Linked DNA regions of Mus musculus: regions 2, 3 and 4 are each linked to region 1. The links are chromatin contacts, called in public HiChIP or PLAC-seq and promoter capture Hi-C maps. All regions are on one chromosome and are shown on one strand. The core of a region is the stretch at or near the end of the contact, and the rest is flanking DNA. Distances in the headings are between cores, read along the strand shown.

Region 1 (3,278 bases), core at 29-2,528:
CAAAGAGTTTAAAGGTAACAAAGGCTAGCTATCCCTATGTGATTATATGCTTAAGATAAGTTAAAAAGTTAGAAGATGGGTTCACCCTCCAACAACTATTGAGAAGAAAAGATTTAATTTGTATTTAAAGGAGCTTAAAGGACTTTTTAAAAATTTGATATTCTCAAGGTCAAACAAGTGCAGTACATCCCTTGTGGAACAACAAGATCAGAGGCTTTCTAAGTGCTGCCTAAAATCTGATCTTAGTTTATTTCACAGCACAGTTTCATTGTTTCTCAATCTACTGGGTGCTGATGTTTAGTAACTATAAATTCATTAAAGAATGCAGTAAAATTGTGTATGTGTGTGTTTTAAATCATGGTGTATTTTCCCTATCCGAGGGAATACTAAGAGCATACTACCAATCTTTTAGTCAAGCTGAGGAAGGTCTTTTTTTTTTTTTTTTTTTTTGAGGTACTGAAAAAGAATCTTTATATATAGGTGTGCGTGTGTCCGTGCATGCATGTGTGTGTGTGTGTGTGTGTCCCTGTGTCCTCAAACTCCCTACTTAAGAGGATGACCTTGACTCTTGATCTTCCTGCTTCCATCTCCACAGTGCTGTGCAGGTTTGGACCGCTGCCTACAGCTCTCTGAAAGAGGATTGGTCCGCTGTCTACAGCTCTCTGGAAGAGGATTGGTCTGCTGTCTACAGCTCTCTGGAAGAGGATTTGTCCGTATGTTCAAGGTCCACTGATCTATTTGAACTTAATGTTATCAACTTGATGGAGACTTTGTGAAGAAGTTAACCTTGGCACAACAGTTTCTTAGGACAAACATTTCTTTTTATTGTACAATGAATTTGTAGGCACTATTGGTTCAAGAGTGCTTTTAATCTCTGCAGGGAGATTACCTGGGGTTCTTCTTAGCTGCTCAGTAGTAGTAGTTATTTGTGTGTGTGTGTGTCTGTGTGTGGTGTCCTTCTAGGTATTCCTATGTTACTTATGTATCCACATCTATATATCAGACACTCTGTTAGGAAGTACTGAAGACTACAATTAAGGAGTAGGAGATCTATTGCTGATGGGACACTGGACCTGGCGGCCCGACCTCTGGGCTTATCCTGCCTGCAGTGTCACAGCACCTTAAGGAACAGAAGCAGAACACCTCCTGGCTCTCGGCCCCAGGATGCACGTTTGCCTTGGCCTCCGCCCCGCCTGGCGTCGCTCGTCAGCACTGCGGGCCACGCCCCTGCGCACGGGTTGGGTCCCAGCCACATGATGAAACTTCCCGCACGCGTTACAGAAGCCCGGCGACTCTAAGGTGGGAAGCGGCCTCCAACCGGTCTTGTCACTGCGCTGCCTCTGCTCCACCTTCTCTGGCCCTGGCCGCTAGTGCTCAGGTAAGCGGGAGCCGGGTGCTCAGCGCGGAGCGCTCTGCTCGCCTGGGAGGCCGGAGGATGTGCTGTCCGCGCGGGCACATGTCCCGGGAGTTCGGATGCGGAGCGCTCGGGTCCGGCGCCAGACCGATGCTGCGGTGCAGCGCGAGGCAGGGCGGGGCGGGCGCGGGGCGATTGTTGCGCACCTAGGACGGAGCTGCCAGGAAAGCTTTCATGTGAGCGAAGTGCAGCGCGGAGGCAGGGCCGCTCCAGACAGAAGGCGAAGGTGGCCTTCATTTAGACACCATAAATATTTTTTTTTACTGTATGACGTCTAGATCTGGGAAATTTCAGCCATCCGAAGGTTTTGCCTGGGACTAGGTGGACGCTTGCACAAGACCAGCTGTAATTGGGAGCCCCAGGCTAGTGTAGGGGTCTCGCTCTCCAGCAGGACAGAGGCTCTACCAAGCTCTAGAGCGAGTGTCTCTGGGTCTGTCTGGATCCGGATTTCTGAGCACTCACTCACCTCGCTGCTCAGGCCCTTCCTCCACTCCAGTTCCATACTCGCAGCCACGCCGGGAAAAATCTGTTTAAGGAGACAGGCAACCAAGTACGGGAAAAGGCAAAGGAATTGGCGTGCTTTTTTTTTTTTTTTTTTTTTTTTCTTAATTATGGATAGCTATTTCACAGGTCTAGTTTCAGATAAGATAACTTTTAAAATACACGGGCGAGTTTGATTTTTCGTTGCCTGTGGCCTACGGGTTTTAACAGCTAACTCTTCGTTGATTGATGTCAGTACTATAATATTCATTTGAAGTAAGACTTGCACAAGGCCACGGGTTGATTATTGAGGTCTTAAGGTGATCCAGTGGAGTTTAGAACTATCAGTTCAGTGTACGAAAGCGGCGCTGTCCAGCGGGGAGCCTGTGCTCTTTCATAGACTGACCCCTAGAAATGCTGGCTAGTCTGAACTGAGATGTGGTAAGAGTGTAATGTGTCGATTTCGATGATTATGAAAACCGAACGCTTGATGTTTTGATGTTTGATTGCAGCCTCTAACCACTAAAGTATCCCTCCAGCCCGGTTTTAATAATTTAGGAAAAGTAGTGTAAATATAATTAATTTTGATTATATTGTATTGGTTGTCGTATTTAGGGTGTGTCATGTTAAGGTATGTTTAAAATTAGTTTTAATGTTTTCTCTTGTCTTCTTAATGAGCTTTATTAGTATATTAAAATTTCACATATGGCTCACTGGCCAGTACTGCTGCAGAAGTTAACCAGGAAAGGAGGAAATTTACAGACAACAGTGAGGAAAATATGGTACAAGAGGGCCTCTGAGTCCGATTACAAAGGAGTTTGAATTTCCTTACTCCTGCTGAAGGAAAGAATTTTAAACTTTTCTTTACACTTCAATGTAGTGCCTGGCATATGTTTTGCATACCAGACAGTTCATTAAAGAGCCTTAAGACCTAGGTAAATGGTTCTCGGTGATCATAATTGATTTTCAGAGCGCTTTGTTAGCCCACTTCCCTTTCCCTTTTATTAGACATAGATTCTTTTCTCATATAATACTATCTGAACAGTTTCCCACCTCTCTACTTATAGTGTCTCCCCACCTCTCCCCTCTGAATTCACCCCTTTTCTGCCTCTCATTAGAAAAGGATAGGCTTCTAAGAGGCAAGCAACAAAATAGAATAAAATACAGTAAGGTGAGATAAAAGGGAAACCATCATATTGAGGTTGGACAACAGAAACCAACAGAAAGATAAAAAGATCCCGAAGAGAAGGCGCAGGAATCAGAGACCCGGATTCACAGTTCAGTCAGGAGTCCCATAAACGCACTCAACTGAAAGTTAGAATACTGTGAGTTCTCAGCCTTCCCGATGCTGCCGCCCTTTAATACAGAACACTGAAGTGAACCC
Region 2 (3,113 bases), core at 307-2,806, 580 kb before region 1:
AGAACGTGGCAAGTCCAGGAAAGCCCAGGCAAGTCAGTTACTAGAAAAAAAGAACCCAGGCTTCAGGCAGCTAGTCAGAAACTGCCCAGCTACCAGAAGCTGCCCACCACCTGACCTGAGGCAAGGACAGTGGGTCAGCAGCAGTTTCCAGACTTCCCCAGCAGCAGTTTCCAGCCCCCACTCAGTTCTGGAATGTCCCTAGAGATGGAGCAAGATAAAGGTCACCTACTCCAGAATTTCCCTAATGTGCTTTAAATCCCTCACTTTGTGGTCTCCATCTTGGATTGAGAGACCCCAGCATGGTAGATTTCTGCAGGATAAATTACTCTTTGCCTTTATATACTATTTGAGTCTGGGATATCATTCTTCATTGAATCCTGGACCCTTGCACCATCACTAACGGCTTAGGTTAAAACTGAGGACACAGTGAAAACACTGAAACCCTTTCTTCCAGCTCGCTGACATGTGTGGGATTTTATTATTATTTACAGTCGCCATATTGTCAACAGTGCGTCACAACTTCATATGCTTCTTCTTCTATATCAACTAAACAAACAGCTTGAAAAATGAAATGCTGACAGTGTAGTATTTCAGAACTGCAACAGTACAGATGCTAAAAAGATAGGCTCTGGCACCGGATTGCCCAGGTTAAGTCCAAAGTTGCTTCATGCACGGCAAAGAACCTGGAACATTAGTGCTCTGTACACGGTGATAGTACCACATTACTTACAGAATACTCTAAGTATTTTCTGTGCATTAATTAATTCAGTTCCATACTAACACCTGGGACTGTTAAACAACTTCTTAAAACTGGAAAACCTAGTAGGGTGTCAACCCTGCTCTGCCTGTGAAGTCAGCATTCGGATCGCTACTTAACTGTAAGCCTGTGCAGTGCCTCTGAGTTAGACGTGAGACGATGTGACAGATGAAAAGAGAAACGAGGGCAGACGCCACACTGACTGACTGCACCGAACCTCAAGAGGCCTTACAAAGCCCATAGAACACCAGGTATACAAAGATTTTTGTTGTTGTTTTTCCTTCAATAAAATTATTGAAATGGAAACTTTACATTTAAAACCAACCGCAGTTAATCAGACAGAATCAGCTGACAGCTCCTGAGGAACATGGAGGCCTAGGCTGATAGCCGCTGGGTCATTTGAACAAAGTATACGGTCAGATCAACTACACTACACATTTTATTGTTTTTCTAGGATTATACAGAATTGATTCCTCTTCATAAGTGTCAAACTTCTAGACATACGGTCCTGGGACAACATCAATCATGCTCAGTCCAACACGGTCCTGGGAAAACTTGCTCAAAACACAGCATGTCAGCTTCTGAGAAAACATACCATTAGAGTGGGGATAGAAAAGGCAGAACAGCTGGTACCCGCATATTAGAGTAATTAAAGTCTTGGAAATTCCCTCATGAAATAGCAAATCTGGAAGCCTGTGAGACTTCTGAGTCTCAGTCAAAGATACTTCTAATGCTAGTCTTGCTAAGACAGGAAAGGCAGGCCGTACCAGATGGACTTTCCCTGCAAAGGCAGGTGCAAAGTACATACCTACTAGGGCAGCTGTAAGGTAAACAGGGAGACATCTGGTCAAGGCTACATGACAGCAGAGACTGCACAAAAAGGAGCGCCACATCACCCATGGATGGAGCTTGCCCCTAATGTCCCATGCTGGCAACTGAAGGGACAGATGTAGGAAGATACATAAATAAGCAGCTCTAGAAACTGTGTGACCTCAACACTGCAGAGAGCCACTGTCATGTTCTTTCAATGAGTGCATGGTGAAAGAGAATAATGCTATTTCTAAATGTGCTCAGACCAAAAAAAAAAAAATACTTATCAAAGTTCTTTGTATAATTCTTACCTTTATAGATATTTTTAAAATAGAAACATAGAACAGTGGTTGGAAAAACCAAACTTAGCTGAAATAAAGTCCTGTGAGAAGCGTATATTGCTCAAACTCCAGAAGGCAATAGTTTCCAAGAGGTCTAAAGGTTTCTGAAGTTTTGTTGTGAAGGGAGAAAGCAACAAAACCCTACCGAGAAACTCGCTGAGGCTGGCAGAGCCTTGCGGGCTGTCAGGCGCACACTCCTGACATTGCAACAGAGACACTGTCTCATACATCTGACTCTGAAATTAGAAGACAGTTTACAATCCATTCGTATCATTACCAACTAATTTTTAAAACGATTCACCGAGTTAGGATTTTGTTTCTTAAGGACTCACCTAAGAGGACAAATCCATCTGCTTCCGGTTCCGGCCCAGAGGGCTTTTTGGATTCTGCAGGCTTTCGGAAGAAGTGAAACATAGCCGCCGCCGCCGCTGCTGCTGCTATCTGAAACAGATATTCGGAATGAGGTCAGCTCAGATGGAACAGATAGTCCTGCTCTTCTCAGTAAGGAGCTGTCATAAAGGTAGCACAATAAGGACTCCAAGGATTCTACGGCCAGACTGAAAAGCATCAACCTTTCTCTACATAGCAAAAGATAGAAGGTCTAAAGCAAGATAGATCTGTTTCCAGTCTAAAATCTGTGCCCTAAAAGTCTGCAACCTCTTTCGGTTTCTAACGATTCAGGAAAGCACTCCATGAAAGACTGAAATCAATTGATAATACCTTCACAAACCACAGAAGAAACATTAGTTTGGGGGGGGGGGGCTTGCCTAGGTTTCTTTTCTGCATATCTAGCTGAAACTTCATAAAGCTAAAACCACTTACAAAGAAAAGGAAAGAAGGAAAGAAGGAAGGAAGGAGCTGCAGACAGCCTTTACCCCCTTACCTGCTTCAGGCAATGTACTGTACCCATATACACTATTGCCAACCCCAAACTCCCATCTTGGTGTTGATGCCCTGCCCCCCACCTCCATCTTTGCATAGTCCTGTAGAATGAAAACCCTTAGAAAACAAGTGGGATACAAACTGAAGGGTGCCAAGGTGCAGGCAAGGCCACATCATAAGCTGCTACCTCAGGCACTTGGAGCAAAAGAATGAAGGGCAAAGAAGAGTCCTAAGGGTAGAAAGCACTCTGAAGTTTAGTCTTCATAAATTCCAGCCCTAACATTTAACCTGAGGAAAAGTTCCATGACGCTGACAAGTGTTCT
Region 3 (3,320 bases), core at 553-3,052, 820 kb after region 1:
ATTTTGTTTTGTTTTGGTTTTTTGTTGTTTTTGTTGTTGTTGTTGTTGTTGTTGTTGTTTTGGTGGGGTGGGTGTGAAGGATGGTAAACGGTTCAAAGCTATGATTTATCTTAAAGCATTTCTTTTCCTTGAAAGGCGTGAAAACAGAAACCGCCAGCGGACGCTTATTCTCACCTAGAACTATTTCAGCCACTTGCCATTTGCAAGAGGGGGGGAAGGGTGGGTGGAAGGGGGTGCGGGATATGGACTCAACTTTCATCTATAAACAGGGGTCACTAAACAGGGGACATTTCATTATTGCCCTTAAATTCACAGGAGCTAGGGAGCCTGCTTGCCACCCTGCAGGGTGGCCTTGGTTGGGCAGCTTGTGTGGGTCGGTAAGATGTCCTTGGGAGGAGGGGAAATCAACACAATTGGCTTTGAAACTGGAAAAGAGGCTGAAGAAATTCTCTGTGCTCAACAGGGAAACTGAAGTCCTGGGATACAAGGTTTAGGTATCTCTGACTGGGATGTACTCTAACTGGGATGTCGCTACCAGAACTAATCCAGAGGCTAGGCTAACTAATCCAGACTCTGCTAGGGCATGACTTATATTTCTGCAAGTAATAGAATCCTCAGAGAGTTTGACTCCAGGACCAGAAAGAGTCTCCCCATCTCTCTTGAGCTCTCTTTCCCTTTTCCATTCTGTCCTTTCCTGTTTGAACATGATCAGGAACCTTGCCCTGTTAGGCGAATTGTGACATAGAAGCAACCAGAATGGTTTATTGGGGGGGGGGTCACTAATAAAGTTAATGATGAAATTTAAAATATTAACCAAACCAACAGCTTCCCAGATGGCTATATTTAATTAACATTAATTAATACGTGTTCAGCTAATATCCTCTAGGACGCAGTAGAGCTTCTTTATTGTAAAAGAGAAGAGGGATAGAGGGAAGACACACTTTACAGCACCCAGGGCAGTTGGCTCTGATGACAAGAGCAATTGTAGATTCATATAAGAATATGTTTATAAACAAGTGACAGGCACATTCTGAGGTGGCTTTGGTGGAGAGAGTGGAGGGACTGACAAATATCCTTTGCTGTGGGGGAGGGGCTGTGGGGGAAGGGCACCTTTAAGAGTAGGAAAATGCTATGGTAGAGGGAAGAAAGACGGGAGTAGTTTTTAAAAGAAAAAAAAAAGAAAAAAAAAAACTATTTGAGCCTGCAGGCAGCAGCAGCAGCAGAGGCAGCAGCAGCAGCAGAGGCAGCAGCAGCAGCAGGGGCCCTGTGAATGCACCAGCTCTGCACGGTGGAAGACTTGGACACATAATACTTCAGACTGCTGATTTGCTATTTTCTTAATTCTGGCTCTTCTTTTTCCATATGAATCAAACAGTCTTTTGTCCTTCAGGGTTTGATTTGATCGCTACTGTTCACATTTCACTTTTGTACTTTCCCTCTTCCTATACCATTACTCATTGAGTGCCCTGTGAAATTACAATCGTACATTTTCAACTCAGCAACCCATTTGCAGTACAAAAAATAGGGTCTAAATAATGGCTGAATTAGCCCTACTGGACAGTTTCAGATGTAACACTCTGTAATAATTATATTGCAGGCTGGATTAGGATGCTATTATCATAATCTGGACGTTTACAATTATCTGTAATTTGCAAAGATGCGCCAGGTCTTGATTACAGCAGCTTTTTTTTTTTTTTTTTTTTTTTTTTTTTGTATCACGCTAACCATCACTAAACAGTGACAGTAATAACAGCTAATTTTGCTGGCAATATAAGAGGTGCTGGGGTGTGCAAACAATTTCACACCTGGATGTGCTCACTCAACCAAGAATATAGAGACAGAGCCTCTGCCCTGAGACTCAGAGAAACGCTCTCCTGTGCCTCCCTCCGCTCAGTATAGATTTCTAGACCCTGATCATTGCTTAAGAGATATTCACCGGGGTAAGTTTTTATTTTTGGCATACTTCTAACTTCTAAGTACTGTTTTTATTTCTCCTCTCAGACTCTCCAAGCTATATACAATATGTTGTTGTGATTTACTTGAATTGCAACTTTGGTTTCAAGGTTTGGGCTCTGACCTTTTATTTTCCTTTAACAGTAAGAGTTGATCTGGTGAGAATGGGATCCCTAAGAACCTGACTTGCCTGTCTTGCTTCCGTGCGACTGATGTGTTTGGTGTAGTCTGTGACTTGAGACGAAGAAAGGACCAGGTTTCTGCGAGTTGTAGAAGGAGCCCGAGAGTCCAAGCTAAAAATCTATCTGAAAATTGTTACTTACAATTGATCTTAAGTAAATACATTGAGGTTTTTATATGCGGCCATGATTTTAGGTTTTGAGGCATCAGAGATCAAACAGAGCTGGCTGTGTGGCTTGCTTCTTTGCAGTCAGCTATGGGGATGGATGTTAGCAAAAGCAGGTGTGCCTGAATCTCTGGGCTTTGCAGCCCTTTGGGCATCTTCTCTCCAGCTGGGGGAAAGTTTGTAGAATAAATGGCATCTGAAACCCTTCAAGGCTGTTCCGTAGGGCCTTGCATAGAGCTGTAGTCTCTGTCTCTCTGTATCTCCCTGTCCGTGTGTGTGTGTGTGTGTGTGTGTGTGTGTGTGTGTGTGTGAGAGAGAGAGAGAGAGAGAGAGAGAGAGAGAGAGAGAGAGAGAGAGCGAGAGCGCAGAGGGGAGTGGGGAGTGGGGGAGGGGAAGGTATCCAGACCGTGGAGCTTATTGCCTGCTGAGCCCAAATTCTGTGATCCTGGGCTTAGAGGGGGATGATTGGTTGGGACACAGAATCGACAACTTATGAAGCCAAGGAACCAGTGTAGTCTATGTACCGAGGAAGATATTGGCAACAAGCTGTGCTGTTCCGTCTCTAGATGACGCTGTTCCCTGACCCTGTAAATGTTATAAGTAGCTAGAGTGCTTAGTATAGGATCCCACAATGTCTTTGACTGCCCACCCTGCCGAGAGAAGCTTTTCTACCATGGCAAGAACCTTTGCACTAAATTGTGTCCAAAGATAATGTGGTGTTTATTTGTTAGAGAGGAGGAGAAGTTGTCTCTCTCTTATATTCCTACCCAATAGCTATGCTCCTCACCCCAGCCCTTTAGTATAGTCAGAACAGGGCTTGGGAACTCAAACTCTACAGTCTAGTAGGGAGTTTGAACATGGGGAGGCGCAATAGACACCTCAACTGGCAACACCTTTCACCCATGCTCCTCCTACCAATCCCTCCCTCGGGGAACGAGTTTCCTTGGGGGTCAATACATTTTAAAGGAGAAAAAACTATTAACCCTTGGAGTTCAGGGAATCCAGTGGGAGCCCAGTTCTA
Region 4 (3,085 bases), core at 378-2,877, 970 kb before region 1:
TTTCCTTTTCCTGACAACTGTTTGGCACCTCTGTGTGCGTACAGTGTAATTAATGGAGAGTAGAGTAAGAAAATGAAGTGTCTAATTAAGGACGACAGGAAATGTTACCCAGTTGTGTAAGGTGGGCCACAGTCTGGGTTCTTAGAACTGGCTGCTGGCCCTTTGTCTGAGGAATTTGTTTTCTTGAGTAGTTTTGCTTTCTTTCAGATGCATGTTGCTGCCTCCTTTATTTTCCTAATACAGGAAGTAGTAATTCCCTTTATTATATTAAGCTGTTTCCTTTTTAAGGCAGTTTTTTTTTTTTTTTTTCTGCGAGCCGGGTCTGCACATTTTCTTTGTCACGCTGATCTTCTATATTGTGTGTGTGTGCTTCCTGAAGCCATTTGTGCATTGATGGAAGCTATTAGCCTGTTGCTGCAGCCTGGCCAGGGACAGGTTACTCGGTCTGCAGACACCCTTTCATCCACAAAGTTGCTTTCAGTCAGTGGAGGGATGCTGGCCACTGCTGAGAGGCAGTGATGCCCACAGACAGTTTGCGGGAAGGGCTCACTGGGATGAGTCTTAGAAGCACGGGTTTTAGAGTTTTCTTTTCTGGCCATGGGTTCAAATGTGGCCTCGGTAGGCCAGCAGCTGGCAGTGGTTCTATCTGATGGCTAGCTCTTCATATGCAGCCCCCAGACCTTTCTCGTTCATTTTGCCAGAACATGGATTCCTGTCACTCAAAAAATGCTGTCACTTCTGCAGGAACTGTTAGGGGCAAGTGGTTTTTTAACTGGGTTCTGGCACTTCGAAATAATCAGAAAAATTCATTTCTAGCATCCCTAACCCTTAGCAAGCCCAACTGTCTACTCCCTCCCCACTGGCCTTGTTTGAGGCAGGAAATTATTCTCTATTCCACAGAATGGCATACTTTGGACAATCACACAATAAACTAAATTTCAGGTGGGCTTAGGATGTGAGCTTTCAGTCTTTCCGTTAGAGGCTCCCTTCAGTGCGTGCCGTCTTTCGTCAGAAACAAGCTTCTTTCGTGGTTCTTTTTCACCTTTTTGATTTGTGCTTTGTTTGATCTCCAAGTCTTATGTTAGCAAGCCCACTGTCAGTGTTCAAAAATCGATTGTTCTGATGCGTGTATAACTCTGTGGATATGTTATAAATCTTTGACTTACAGCTTTAGAGTGTTTGAATCCTGTGGCGTGTGGATTGTATTTCAGGTAAGCAGGTATGTGTGTGAATACAATGTTTTCCTTCATTCAAAATTCTCAAAGTGAATAAACAAGCTGATGTGTTTACATTAATTTTCCTTCTGGTGTTCTATGCCTTTTCATCACTTTCCTCTGAGCCTTTACATTGCTTAGTTGAATAGATGTAATTGTTAATGATGAGCATTACATTAATTTTTGTAACCAACAAGTATGAATTTTAGCATTTGCCAGGCTTCAAAAGCAAAATTATAGGCACAATAGTAATGTAGGACGAGAAGAGCATTGTCACAGGAATTATTAATAGTAAATTAAAGTAGCAATTGGAACTGCAGCCATTCTGTTGGGAACGCACAATAGTGTCTTAAGTGTGACTGTGGTGACAGGGAGCCAACAATTGAGTCCCTGCTAATGGCCCAACAGGGGAAAGGCTTGAAAAGAGACAAGGAATGGTTTACATTACAAAGGGATTGTCTGAGGGCTGCTCCAGTGTGGTCAGGACGGGAGGTTGGCTGGAGACAGGAGGGATGATAGCCATGGAACTGTCAAGGGCATCTTGGGGGTTTAGACAGGGGCTGTGGCAGCTAGACGCAGCTCACTGAAGCAGACATGTCCATGGCCTGCCCAATGTTGATTGACAAAAAGGAAACACAATGAGGAGATAATTGAGCGAACCAGGAGGCCTGGACAAGTGTCACGGGATCTAAAAGTGAGTCCTGGGAGCATTGGCTGAAAATACTCCAGCCTTCACTCTAATCAGAACTGAACCATTCTAGGGAGAATACAGCTGCTGAGAGACAGAAAGAGAGAGATGCCGTGATTGGCAAATGTATGGAAGAGAGTATGTCCTTGACATCTGATGAGCTCCCGTTTGTGGTTACACAACTCTAACGCACATACACACACTCACACACGTGTGACACACACACACATGCTCACACACACATTTGCTCACACTACTTTTACTGGATTATTTTTGTATGTATGTATGTATGTATGTATGTACGACAAAACTTTCTAGAACACAATCTGCATCCACTGTCGCATTTACTCTCACCCTGTCCATTGTAGCATTTTCCCCTCACAGTCCAGGCCGCAGCACACAATGATCCTGTGCTGTGTGTAGTTGTCATGCATAGAGAGACAGCACAAAGGAGGCGAGATGGCCAATGCCACAGCAAATGCTCTCCCCTGGGAGACACTGCTGGCCACATTATGGGGGTCTCCTAAGACATCCATTCTTGCCAGTCACAGCACGGCCCCAGTGACTTCTCCACACAGGCTGAGGTATTCTTACCTTTGGGCCTTCTTACTCAAGCTTCTCAGTGAGCTGTACGTGGTGGCTGGTTCCTTCATGTCATTTACTCTCAGTTGAAGTGCCATCTCTGCGAGAGGACATCACATTCACTGAAATAACGATCTCATCGTCTTGTCTCCTTGTTTAAATGATCTGCCCAGGCATCTCACTTACTGATAATTTTTCTTTTGACTGACATCCAAAATATCCCAAACACCATCTTACACATGGTAGACACTCCAAAAAATATTTTTCAAATGAAGGTACCAATTTAACATCCAGAGACAGGGAGTCATTAAAAAATAGTAATAAATAAAAAATAAATCAATCTTAAAAGGGACTGGAGAGATGGCTCAGTGAATAAGAGCACTGACTGCTCTTTCAGAGGTCCTGAGTTCAAGCCACCAGTTCAAGCCAGCTTGCTGCCTCACAACCATCTCTAATGAGACCCAGTGCCCTCCTCTGGTGTGTCTGAAGATAGCTACAGTGTATTTGTATACATGAAATTTTTTTAAAAATCTTAAAAATAATGCCAGTGCTGTACAGGCAGACTTTATGTAATGAAGTGCTTCAGAACTTAAATTAAGAG

What was found. Promoter capture Hi-C pulls out the DNA fragments that hold promoters and counts their contacts. HiChIP or PLAC-seq counts read pairs in DNA pulled down with a chosen protein or histone mark.
Region 2: a contact with region 1 is called in a promoter capture Hi-C map of liver, with 2.6 times the contacts expected there. The contact joins the enhancer-like site here to the promoter of Asns in region 1. A contact is called at or near these places in 7 of 39 promoter capture datasets (the 3T3-L1 cell line, 3T3-L1-derived adipocytes, cranial neural crest and 4 more), 1 of 115 datasets of contacts at active chromatin or transcription factors (large pre-B cells) and 1 of 9 other capture datasets (liver).
Region 3: a contact with region 1 is called in an H3K4me3 HiChIP or PLAC-seq map of embryonic stem cells, with 6 times the contacts expected there. The contact joins the promoter of Dlx6os1 here to the promoter of Asns in region 1. A contact is called at or near these places in 2 of 39 promoter capture datasets (both in embryonic stem cells) and 3 of 115 datasets of contacts at active chromatin or transcription factors (embryonic stem cells, extraembryonic endoderm stem cells and pancreatic cancer cells).
Region 4: an H3K27ac HiChIP or PLAC-seq map of embryonic stem cells shows a contact between it and region 1, with 3 times the contacts expected there. The contact joins the enhancer-like site here to the promoter of Asns in region 1. A contact is called at or near these places in 3 of 39 promoter capture datasets (the 3T3-L1 cell line, 3T3-L1-derived adipocytes and liver), 3 of 115 datasets of contacts at active chromatin or transcription factors (embryonic limb bud, embryonic stem cells and extraembryonic endoderm stem cells) and 1 of 9 other capture datasets (adipose tissue).

The regions. Positions count from the first base shown.
Region 1 is chr6:7,691,209-7,694,486 of GRCm38.p6, reverse strand. It overlaps Asns (asparagine synthetase), which reads left to right and starts at 1,278. Exons shown (of 12, transcript NM_012055.4): 1 at 1,278-1,378.
Region 2 is chr6:8,269,709-8,272,821 of GRCm38.p6, reverse strand. Umad1 (UMAP1-MVP12 associated (UMA) domain containing 1) reads right to left here. Exons shown (of 4, transcript NM_001302354.1): 2 at 2,241-2,349. The coding sequence starts at 2,322. Among named protein-coding and RNA genes, the nearest start is that of Umad1, 12 kb to the right of the region's middle. Within about 2 kb of position 1,556, at least 11 of the 459 cell types and tissues checked have an H3K27ac peak or open chromatin away from gene starts, as enhancers often do. A contact at or near this core is called in liver, where this site is marked.
Region 3 is chr6:6,870,109-6,873,428 of GRCm38.p6, reverse strand. Dlx6os1 (distal-less homeobox 6, opposite strand 1) reads left to right here and starts at 1,802. Exons shown (of 2, transcript NR_155496.1): 1 at 1,802-1,940.
Region 4 is chr6:8,660,308-8,663,392 of GRCm38.p6, reverse strand. The region is part of intron 8 of Ica1 (islet cell autoantigen 1); the gene reads left to right. Among named protein-coding and RNA genes, the nearest start is that of Gm35621, 39 kb to the right of the region's middle. Within about 2 kb of position 1,627, at least 27 of the 459 cell types and tissues checked have an H3K27ac peak or open chromatin away from gene starts, as enhancers often do. A contact at or near this core is called in embryonic stem cells, where this site is marked.